Linked DNA regions of Manis pentadactyla: region 2 is linked to region 1. Evidence: chromatin contacts called from public Hi-C data. All regions are on one chromosome and are shown on one strand. The core of a region is the stretch at or near the end of the contact, and the rest is flanking DNA. Distances in the headings are between cores, read along the strand shown. Region 1 holds the start of FOXD3 (forkhead box D3). Region 2 holds the start of EFCAB7 (EF-hand calcium binding domain 7).

Region 1 (4,672 bases), core at 716-3,215:
GCCCGGGTTGCCCGGTTCGCGGGGGATTTTAACGAAGCAGTCGTTCAGCGAGAGGTTGTGGCGGATGCTATTCTGCCAGGCGGGGAACTTCTCCCGGTAGTAGGGGAAGCGGTTGCTGATGAACTCGCAGATGCCGCTCAGGGTCAGCTTCTTCTGCGGGCTCTGCAGGATAGCCATAGTGATGAGTGCGATGTACGAGTAGGGCGGCTTCACCAGGCTGTTCTTGGGCTTGCTCGGAGCCAAGCCGCCCGGCGCGCTGCTGCCCGAACCCGGCCCGCCGCCGCTCCCGCCGCCCTCCTCGCCGCCAACTCCTCCCTTGCAGCCGTCGGCCTCGGAAGGGCCCGCCTCGCCCCCTTGTGCGGCCCCGGTTCCAGCCGCCTCCTTGGGCAATGCCAGGGGCTGCTGGTGCGGTGGCTGAGGCTGCCCGTGGTGGGGTGCCGCCGGCGTCACCTCGTCCGCCTCGTCCAGGCGCAGCTCCGGCGGCCCCGCGGGGCTATCGCAGCCCGCGTCGCTCTCCTTCTCCTCCAGCCCGTCGTCGCCCTCACCCACCACATCGATGTCCACGTCCTCGGCCGTCAGCACCGTCTGGCCGGACATGTCGCTGGCGCTGCCGCCACCGGAGAGGGTCATCCCTCCTCGGGGTTGGTGGCAGCGGAGGAGAAGGAGCGGCAGGCGATGGGGGTCGTCAGGGGCTGCCGTTGAGATCAGGGGAAGGGGATTTGGGCGCCCCGAAAGACGGGGGTCTGGGAGAGGGGAGGGGGACCTAGGTGGTTCGGGGCCCTCCCGGTTTGGCTCACTCTTGGCGGCGCAGCATTGCGCGGCGCGGGCGCTGCGGGCCGCCCCCCGCGGGCGCGCTCCGCAAACTCCTGCTGTCCCTGGCGCTCGGTACTAGGCGCTTGCTGCTGCTGCCGGCCCCGGCTGCTTCTTCACGCCGCGCCCCCTTACTTCGCCCGCCTTCCTCGGCCTCTGGCCCGGGCGTGGGGAGAAGGAGCGGTACAGGCGGGTGGGCGCGGGACGCCGGGCACCAAGCAGCTCGGGAGGGCGCGGGCAGGGGCAACGAGGGAGGGGGTGTCAGGGACGCCGAAGCCCCCGTAGTCGAAAGTCCCGTTTTAAGGACTGGCCTGATAGATTACTTTCTACTTAAAGATCCAGTGGGAGGCGGGGCCACGTGACCGCGCGTGACGTCAGGGCCGCTGCGGTGCCGGCCAAACTCAAGTTGGTTCAGGGAATTGTCAACAAAGGGATGAGGGACGCTCAACTCAGCGCCGCACCGTGCGCCAGCGTCCCGTGGACCCCCGAGGGCGCCCTGGCCTGCCCCGGGACCCCAGCCTAGGCTGGAGCTCTGCGCTGGGGTTGAGGGAGCCTGTGGGTGTCAGTGCGGAAGGATGGGTGTGAGCAAGCGAGGGCGTGGGCCTGTGAGCGTCAGGCGGACCCGGCTGCATTTCTGCCTTTCCCCTGTCCCCTTTGCCAACACTCCTTAGGAAGGGACTGGGCGACAGAGCTTGGTAGTATCTGTTTTTTCTTTGTGTTTTTATTCTTTTTAGCTCTAAAGAGTAAGAGATGCGCATCCGGCTCCGTTTTGCTAATTGGACTTAAGACCCCCAACCCTCCTGCTTCAGTGCTTATTCGGCGGCAACACCCACTGATTGCACGCGCTCCCCTGCCCCCAAAGCCAAACAACCCGGGCCCCAGCCTTTGCTTTCCCGGCTAGCTGTGGGAGTGTTTATATATATATATACATTTTTTTTCCCCCGTGCGTCCAACATCAGCTGGGGATCCCGAAGGTCAGAAAATGGCCATTGAATAATCTATTAGAATAGTTGCCGAGAGAAATAAAAACGACGTAAAGTAACAGGGAACCTATAAATATAGAAAACGTAACAAGCTGCTCGGAGTTGTTAAAAGACTTAGCATGTGAAAAAGTCGGAAATGAGGCGCTGGGGAAGGAGCCGGGATTGGCAGCGGCCTGGGTAAGTCGAGTGGGGCCCGGAAGAGGCTTCTGGGCCTCCAGGTTATGCGCCACACCAGGGCTGAGACTGCCGAACGACACCGGGAATGAGACTGTGTGACTGACTCCCCTTGGGCTGGGGCCCTACTTCTTGGGAGCTGGGGAGGGCGCGGGGGTCGGGTTTACCGGTGGGCTGGGTACTCAGTTGCTAATAACGTGGATTCTTTCCTTCAAGGCTTAGCTAAACCCTTCAAGATTTAGCTTCCCTGGAAACCAGCAGCAGAGCGGGTGGAGAAGGAAGCGAGGATGTGGCCAGTACACACCGAATTTTCTTGGCAAGGGAAGTAAGTGATGGTAGGAAAGACTGGGGATTTAAAGAGGTTGGGGCAGGGGTGTGGGGGGACCGCAAACCGACTCCGAGTGCATGGCATCGCTGGAGCAAGTGGACTTCACACCTCCAAGTTGTGCTCCTGGACTGGGTGAATCCAAGGTGCAGCACCTCTTCCCTCCCGCATTTTTAGGCCAACTCACCAGAGTCTCTGTAGCCTGCCTAGTGTGACGGGGCTCCTGGAACCCGAGCCCAGTCTGTCTGCTAAGGCCTGGGTAGAGAATGCTGACCCCACCAGAGAAGGAGCATAAGGGCAGGAAGTCGGAGAGGAAATAATTAGTAAAATATTTACAGAAGACACTAGAAAATTGATTTAACTCTTGGTGGAAAGTAGTACTTCTGATTCCTTCAGTCTATGCCTAACTTACGGTTCCTTCTACTTAGCCTAGACACACGAAGAAAAATCTGTAAACTTAGTTCATTTTAGGCAGTGCGACACACAGATTGACTTCAGTCTCCATTAGATAATTTCTTGGATATAAACACTAGCTCATTGGATCACCACTTCGCAGGACGTTCCTGGTTGGGGCTGGGGTGAGGGTGGGGGCAGTTATTCCATCACTGAGGCGCCCGTGAAACTTCAAGGTTTTTCTTTTGTATGTTTTAAATATATATATATAAATCACCCCCCGGGTTGATCTGAGGCTAAAATGAATCTCTGAGTTGATTTCCGCAGCTGAACCGCTTTGTGGCCCGCAGGTTCGGAACCGTTTACAATGCCATCTAGATAGCCTCTGGAGAAAGTAACTGGAGCGGCGAGCTGGTTGCCCACTGCCCCTGGCTGCAGAGGTCGCGGCTGCAACTGTCCGAGCAACCCAGTAACTACAAAAGGAAGGTCGGAAGGCCAAAAGAAAAAGAAAAAAGAAACCGGAATTTACAAAATCATAAATTCCTTTTGTCCAGCTTCCGCGGTCCAGCTCCGGAGGCAGGCGCGGAGGCGGGCGCGGGCCCCACCGCAGCTTAGGAGGCTGGGAGGGTGTGGACGCGTGCGCGTGTATGCGCGCAGAAGGGTGGCGGCTCTAGGGACTGCCTTCGGGAGCCTTCTAAGTAACCTCCAGATGAGCCTGTTTTTTATTCCGCTGCCCTACAGGGTTGGATCGCAGACTCCCTAGGAGCTGTTGGTCTCTGCCTCTCACCCTCCCTCGGACCGATCCGTCCCTTCCCTGGTGTTTTATTGGAACCTCCCTGGGGGTAAAGGTGGGGGTGGGGTGAACAACTCCCAGTCGCCAGTTTCATTTGTTGCGCTTTTTTCCTTCCACACAATAAAAGTCAAATTAATTGATTCATACCATTAATTAAGGCGCTTAGCGTGAAAAGTAACGCTTCCCCTCGGTTAGAGATCTATTGTGCTAATCTCTTGTTCAATCAGTGTTACCATCTGATGCCGGGTCTGGCCCTTACAGAAACTTCTCGACTCGATTAGCTAAATGATGAGACGTGCAGGACCTACTGGCTGTGGCCCCGACGTCCGGCGTGCCGGCCCAAAGGCTTAATACCGATTTCCAGCGTTGGCTGCGGATTTTCCCGCTACCCCACTTGACTGGGGAACCCGCCGCTGTTTTCCTCCTTCCCGGCGGACAGTAGCGCCAGCGCAACATCCAGAGGCGGGAAGGAGGCAAAGCAACAGCCCAGGTGGGAGGCAGGAAGGGTCCCGCTGCCTTCGCCGCGGGACGCAGCCGGGGCGGAAGGGACCGAGCCCCACGCGGTACAGGGACCTGCCCGAGGCCGACTAGATTCCGGGCTAAGTAAATCTTGTTTTTTGTGTAATTGCAGTTTGCAGCTAAAAGCCAACAAGTTGTCAGTTACCGCCAAAAACTAGGGCAGAAAGAGATAGAAGAAGCTAGACGGATACAGAGAAAAACCGATACATTAGTGGGGGTGGAAGGTGGGGAGAGAGTGTGATAGAGGGAACCGCAATATTGGGGAGAAGGGGGAGAAAAAAGAAATGTGGACAAATATTATCTGAGTCGCAGAAGGTTACTGGGGGAGATAGAAGGAGAAGGAGTATAGACACAATTACTACGTGTGAGAGTGACTACTTCGGTCACAACAAGCAAACTTCCCAGGAGGGATTTAAAGATGGCACCCAGCAGTCTCACCTGTTCAAATGTTTGAAACATGTCGGCCAAAGGAGAGTGGAATGAGGATCCCTCCTTTTCTCCTGCGCGGGCAGAGTTCGTATTACCCATCTGGGGAAGCCACCAGGACGGGGACCATCAGGGAAGTTGGTGGTAGTGGAGGGGACCGAGGTTCTAGCAACAAAACAAAAGTGGAGTCTGGATCGATAGGAAAGAAATTGAGACGTCTCGGGGGAGGGGAGATTTAGTGTGTGCGGT
Region 2 (4,117 bases), core at 1,395-3,894, 200 kb before region 1:
CATTTAGGCTAGTGATTCAGATGCTAAAAGTGTTTTAATTCTATTATTATAAATCTTTAAGTATAAAAATGAGAATAAAAAATATTTTTAAGTAATCGATGGAAGCTTTAAAAATACTAACATAATTTGTGTAAACATTGAAAGTTTTATTTTGAAGCTCATAGAATATGTAACTATAAACAACGGCATAATATATAATGTAGTTCCACTGCTTAAGCTTCACTAAGAAATTGGGATGATTCAACAATGTAATTCTAATTCCAGTCTTTCTGATCTTTTAACTTTCAGTGAATAAGGCAAAATACTTAAAATTAAAAAAACTTTTACCTAAGTAAAGTTGATCTTTAGAAATGATGTTTTCTAAGCTGCTTTTGAAAACAGTTAAGTAGGCAGCTCTACAATTCTTATAAAATATCTCTTCTTCAGTTAGTGGACATTTCTTTGTTCGAGGACTCTCTGAAAGCACTGATTTCTGAATGGAGAAAGCTGCATCACTTTCGGGACTGATGGCCATTCTATTGGAAAATAATTTTAAATTTGTTTTAGTCAATGTTAATCCTTTAATATGCAAATGTTACCTTTCTTTTCAAAAGGGGAGAAAAAATCAAGACATTAGAGTTTTTGTAAATGGAAAAAAAAGACAAACATTATAATACGCAGAAGGTTGAATTGCCATATGTTAAGTGAGAATAAGCCAAATTTTAAAAAACAAAGCCAAAACAAAGATGACCATACAAAAGAAGAATCATGGACAATGGAAAAGCACACATCTATTCCCTCAAAACAAGAGGACAGTTATATAAGAGACTCTTCACTGGGTTGTCATGAGGATGAAATAAGTTAATACATGTGAAGCATATAGAACAGTGTTGGGCACATAGTAAGTGCTAATAAACTGTAGATAAAGTGAAACTCCACAATAATGAGAATTTGGATATGATGTGATTGGCATTCTTCTACAAAGCAGAATCAACCAGTCATTTCAGTAACATCTCAAAAGTGCAGTCCCACATTTAAAATGACCAAATTTTAAAAATCCCATTTATAGCATTTACCATGAGATTTTATCGTTTCATTACTACTAACAATGTTTTGGGTTAATACAGCATCTCTGCTCCTAAGAGCTTAAAGAACTGTCATATGTGTTGATTTATCCTTACTGCAGTAGTCAGGTATTTTTGGTCCATTTTACAGATAAGGAAATTGAGGAACAGAGTTGTCACCTATCTAGTAGTAAGGAGCAAAAGGCAGTAAATTTTAATAACAGTTTCTTCTTTATTATTGAGTGGAGGATTCTTGTACAACAGTTACTGTGCGGCACTGAATTGTGCTGGTGGTCTAACAGCTTCCAACATTATTTTTACACAGCTTTGACTTCTAAAAATACATTCCAACCTAACAAATTGAATATTTCAAGTTCAACAAGACAACGACACAGGTAGGGTCCCCTTCAGGACTCATTGGATTCTTACTCAGGAGGCCTCAATCACTTGCACCTTCTTGAATTATATAGGTCTTTTACACTTGGGAAAGAAAGATAATAATCGCTTATCATGGATGAAGTACCCTATTTATAATACACACACCGCCTGCCTGACACTTTCATATTGCACCAGATTTAGAAGGACCCCCACAGGGATGAGGTGTCACAGTCTGGTTACCGCAAATTGGTATTACTACAATTAAGCATCAGAGTTTTAAACACATATGCGTGAATGCATCTCCCCACAAATGTGAGCGAAAACTGTTCCAATGAGGAAGGGAGAATGAATGTTCATTTTGCAGCAATCCATTTAAAAATGTTAAGTATTTTTCTTAGGACTGTCCTCGAATACGCTTGTCAAATAAGGTGACTCCCTCATCTGGAAATCCCACGGCAGAAATGTTCCGGAATTCTATTCTTTCCCTTTCTGCGACGAGAGACTAAACTGAGGCTTAAATAAATATATAATTGCACCCCTCGGGCCTGGCAACCCCCTGCATTTAAAACTCCACCCCGAGACCAAGACAGGGGCCTAGAGAGTACATTGCAGCAAACGGCTCCATAAATAACCAGCCACACAATAGCAAGAAAAATAAACTGTTAACAAGCGCCTACGGCTTCTAAAGGGCCGAGTGAAAACAGAGCCATCCAGTCAGCGTCCCCTACACAGTGAAATACGCTCACTGTGGATCTCGGGCAACATCTATTTTTGTATTCCTCTGGGCATAAAACTACATTTATATGTACAGGTTAGGCACACACATGGACAAGCGTTAGCATGACAGAGAAGTAAAAGAAGCACATGAGAGAAAAGGCAGCCAACAGTGAGGGACGAAGCGGGCGAAGAGACAGAGACACCGAGCTGTTTGCTACCTAACTCCAGCTCACACGAGAGGAAGCGCAGCCAATTCTCTTCGCAGACTCCGAGATCCTCTCCCCGCCGGCGGACAGACCTCGGCCTTTCTTTAATTACCATGGCAACTGCACCTCTCCGCCACCGGAAATAAGATGTAGAGCACCTCCCCAAATGGTCCGACTAGAAATCTAGGGATCGTAAATCCAGAGGAAACAGAGATGGCTCTGGCGCTCCTCTCTAGGGAGCTGTTGTGGCCAGAGACATGAGAGAGGTTACTGGCAGGGACTGGTTGCGGTCCTAGGCGTAGACTCCCTTCCCCCAGTCCCCGCATACACTCGGATCCCCTGTCGCGGAGAGGGTGTTTCCGGCGGACCGCGTTAATGTGACACAGCGTCGAGTGCCCGCTCGCCCGCGCTTTTCAGGCTCCAGCATTTCCCTCGGAAGGTTCTGTTGTCAGTAGCGTTGGTGTTTGTCCAGCGGTGGTGGTGCTTTTGTCAATGTCGAAATGCCGTAGGTATCTCCTCCTCAGGTACTGCTGTTTGTCGGGCCCCTCTGTGAGCAAGAAGAGTAGATACTGTGTGGCCCAATTACCTTTTACGTTTTCCTACTTTCTGAGTAAAAGCTTGTCTACTCCGTTAACAGTTCCTGATGCTTGGTACTCTGAACCAGCTCCGCCTCTCTTCCAGCCGCACTTATCCGGTAGTCCTTGTGAATACGCTCTTCAATTCTGATTCTCCAAGGCTCTTGAAAATTTTTATAGGCTGTGGGCTGTATTTAGTGATGTTTGAAATTGTTTCACGTCCTGTTGACATACTGAGAAAGAGACAGTAGATTGAAACACGCCTTATAATTTGATAAAGCCCTTTAGAGCCTAGATTAGTATATTGAGTTCATATAAACTAGTGGGAGAGCTCATGGGCTGGATCTCAAGAGACCTGGATTCCAGCTCTCAGCTGAGGAGGCATAGCCAATTCACTAAAGAACTGCCCAGCATTGGGCAAGTCACTCATAAACTCTGGGCTTCAGCTTTCTTACTTATTGCTGCCATACAGAAACTTTTTTTTTTAAGTTCACTAGTTTTTTGGTTATTTTCCGGTCTAGCAGGGGAGGCTGTCTATCCCTTGTGCCCAGTCTGGCTTAGTACTCCCTTCTATGCACTTCTTGAGTAATTTATTCCTGCATTATACTCAGGTTAAGCAAAATGCCAAGTAGCAAAATGCGGAGTGGAGGTGGTGGAGCAATATTATATAAAATAGTAATTGACATGAAAGTGGAAAGATGTGCAGAAATAATTTACATTTATTGATTCTTTAATTATAATTTGGGTACTGTTTAGCAATTTACCTACATTTCTCATTGAATCCTAAAAAGGACTTTAAGTGGTCAGGGCTACTATTGTCTCTACTTTTCCAGCTAAGGAAATAGCACATAATATGATGTCCTATCCACAGGTATCAGTAGATAACAAGTTTCACTTAAGACCTTAAAAGTTATGTATTATTGAGGAAGTTTTCCTTTTTCCAGAATTAAGCAGAACAAAAAACAAAAAAATTGTCTTCTTACTGTTGCACTAAAAAAAATAACCTTGTTAGCACAAATGCAAAGCTGCAATGATAATGTAGCAAAATCCCTGCTAAGTAGAAATCTACTGGAAACAGGTGTGTATTTGTTTAGAAATAGTGATACTTCCTGAACTATGTTCCTGTTCCGTTATAGATAGTGGGGAACCTTTAACAAGTACATGTTATAATAGGAGACTTCTGTAGTAAATATATTCT

Evidence for each region. A called contact is a pair of places that touch in the nucleus more often than the background predicts.
Region 2: a contact with region 1 is called in a Hi-C map of fibroblasts, with 3 times the contacts expected there. The contact joins the promoter of EFCAB7 here to the promoter of FOXD3 in region 1. A contact is called at or near these places in 2 of 3 Hi-C or Micro-C datasets (fibroblasts and skin fibroblasts).

What each region holds. Positions count from the first base shown.
Region 1 is chr4:52,281,087-52,285,758 of mManPen7.hap1, reverse strand. It overlaps FOXD3 (forkhead box D3), which reads right to left and starts at 1,965. Exons shown (of 2, transcript XM_057500273.1): 1 at 1-1,965. The coding sequence starts at 630.
Region 2 is chr4:52,485,948-52,490,064 of mManPen7.hap1, reverse strand. EFCAB7 (EF-hand calcium binding domain 7) reads right to left here and starts at 2,644. Exons shown (of 14, transcript XR_008997026.1): 1 at 2,357-2,644; 2 at 328-515. ITGB3BP (integrin subunit beta 3 binding protein) reads left to right here and starts at 2,696. Exons shown (of 8, transcript XM_057500280.1): 1 at 2,696-2,868. The coding sequence starts at 2,837.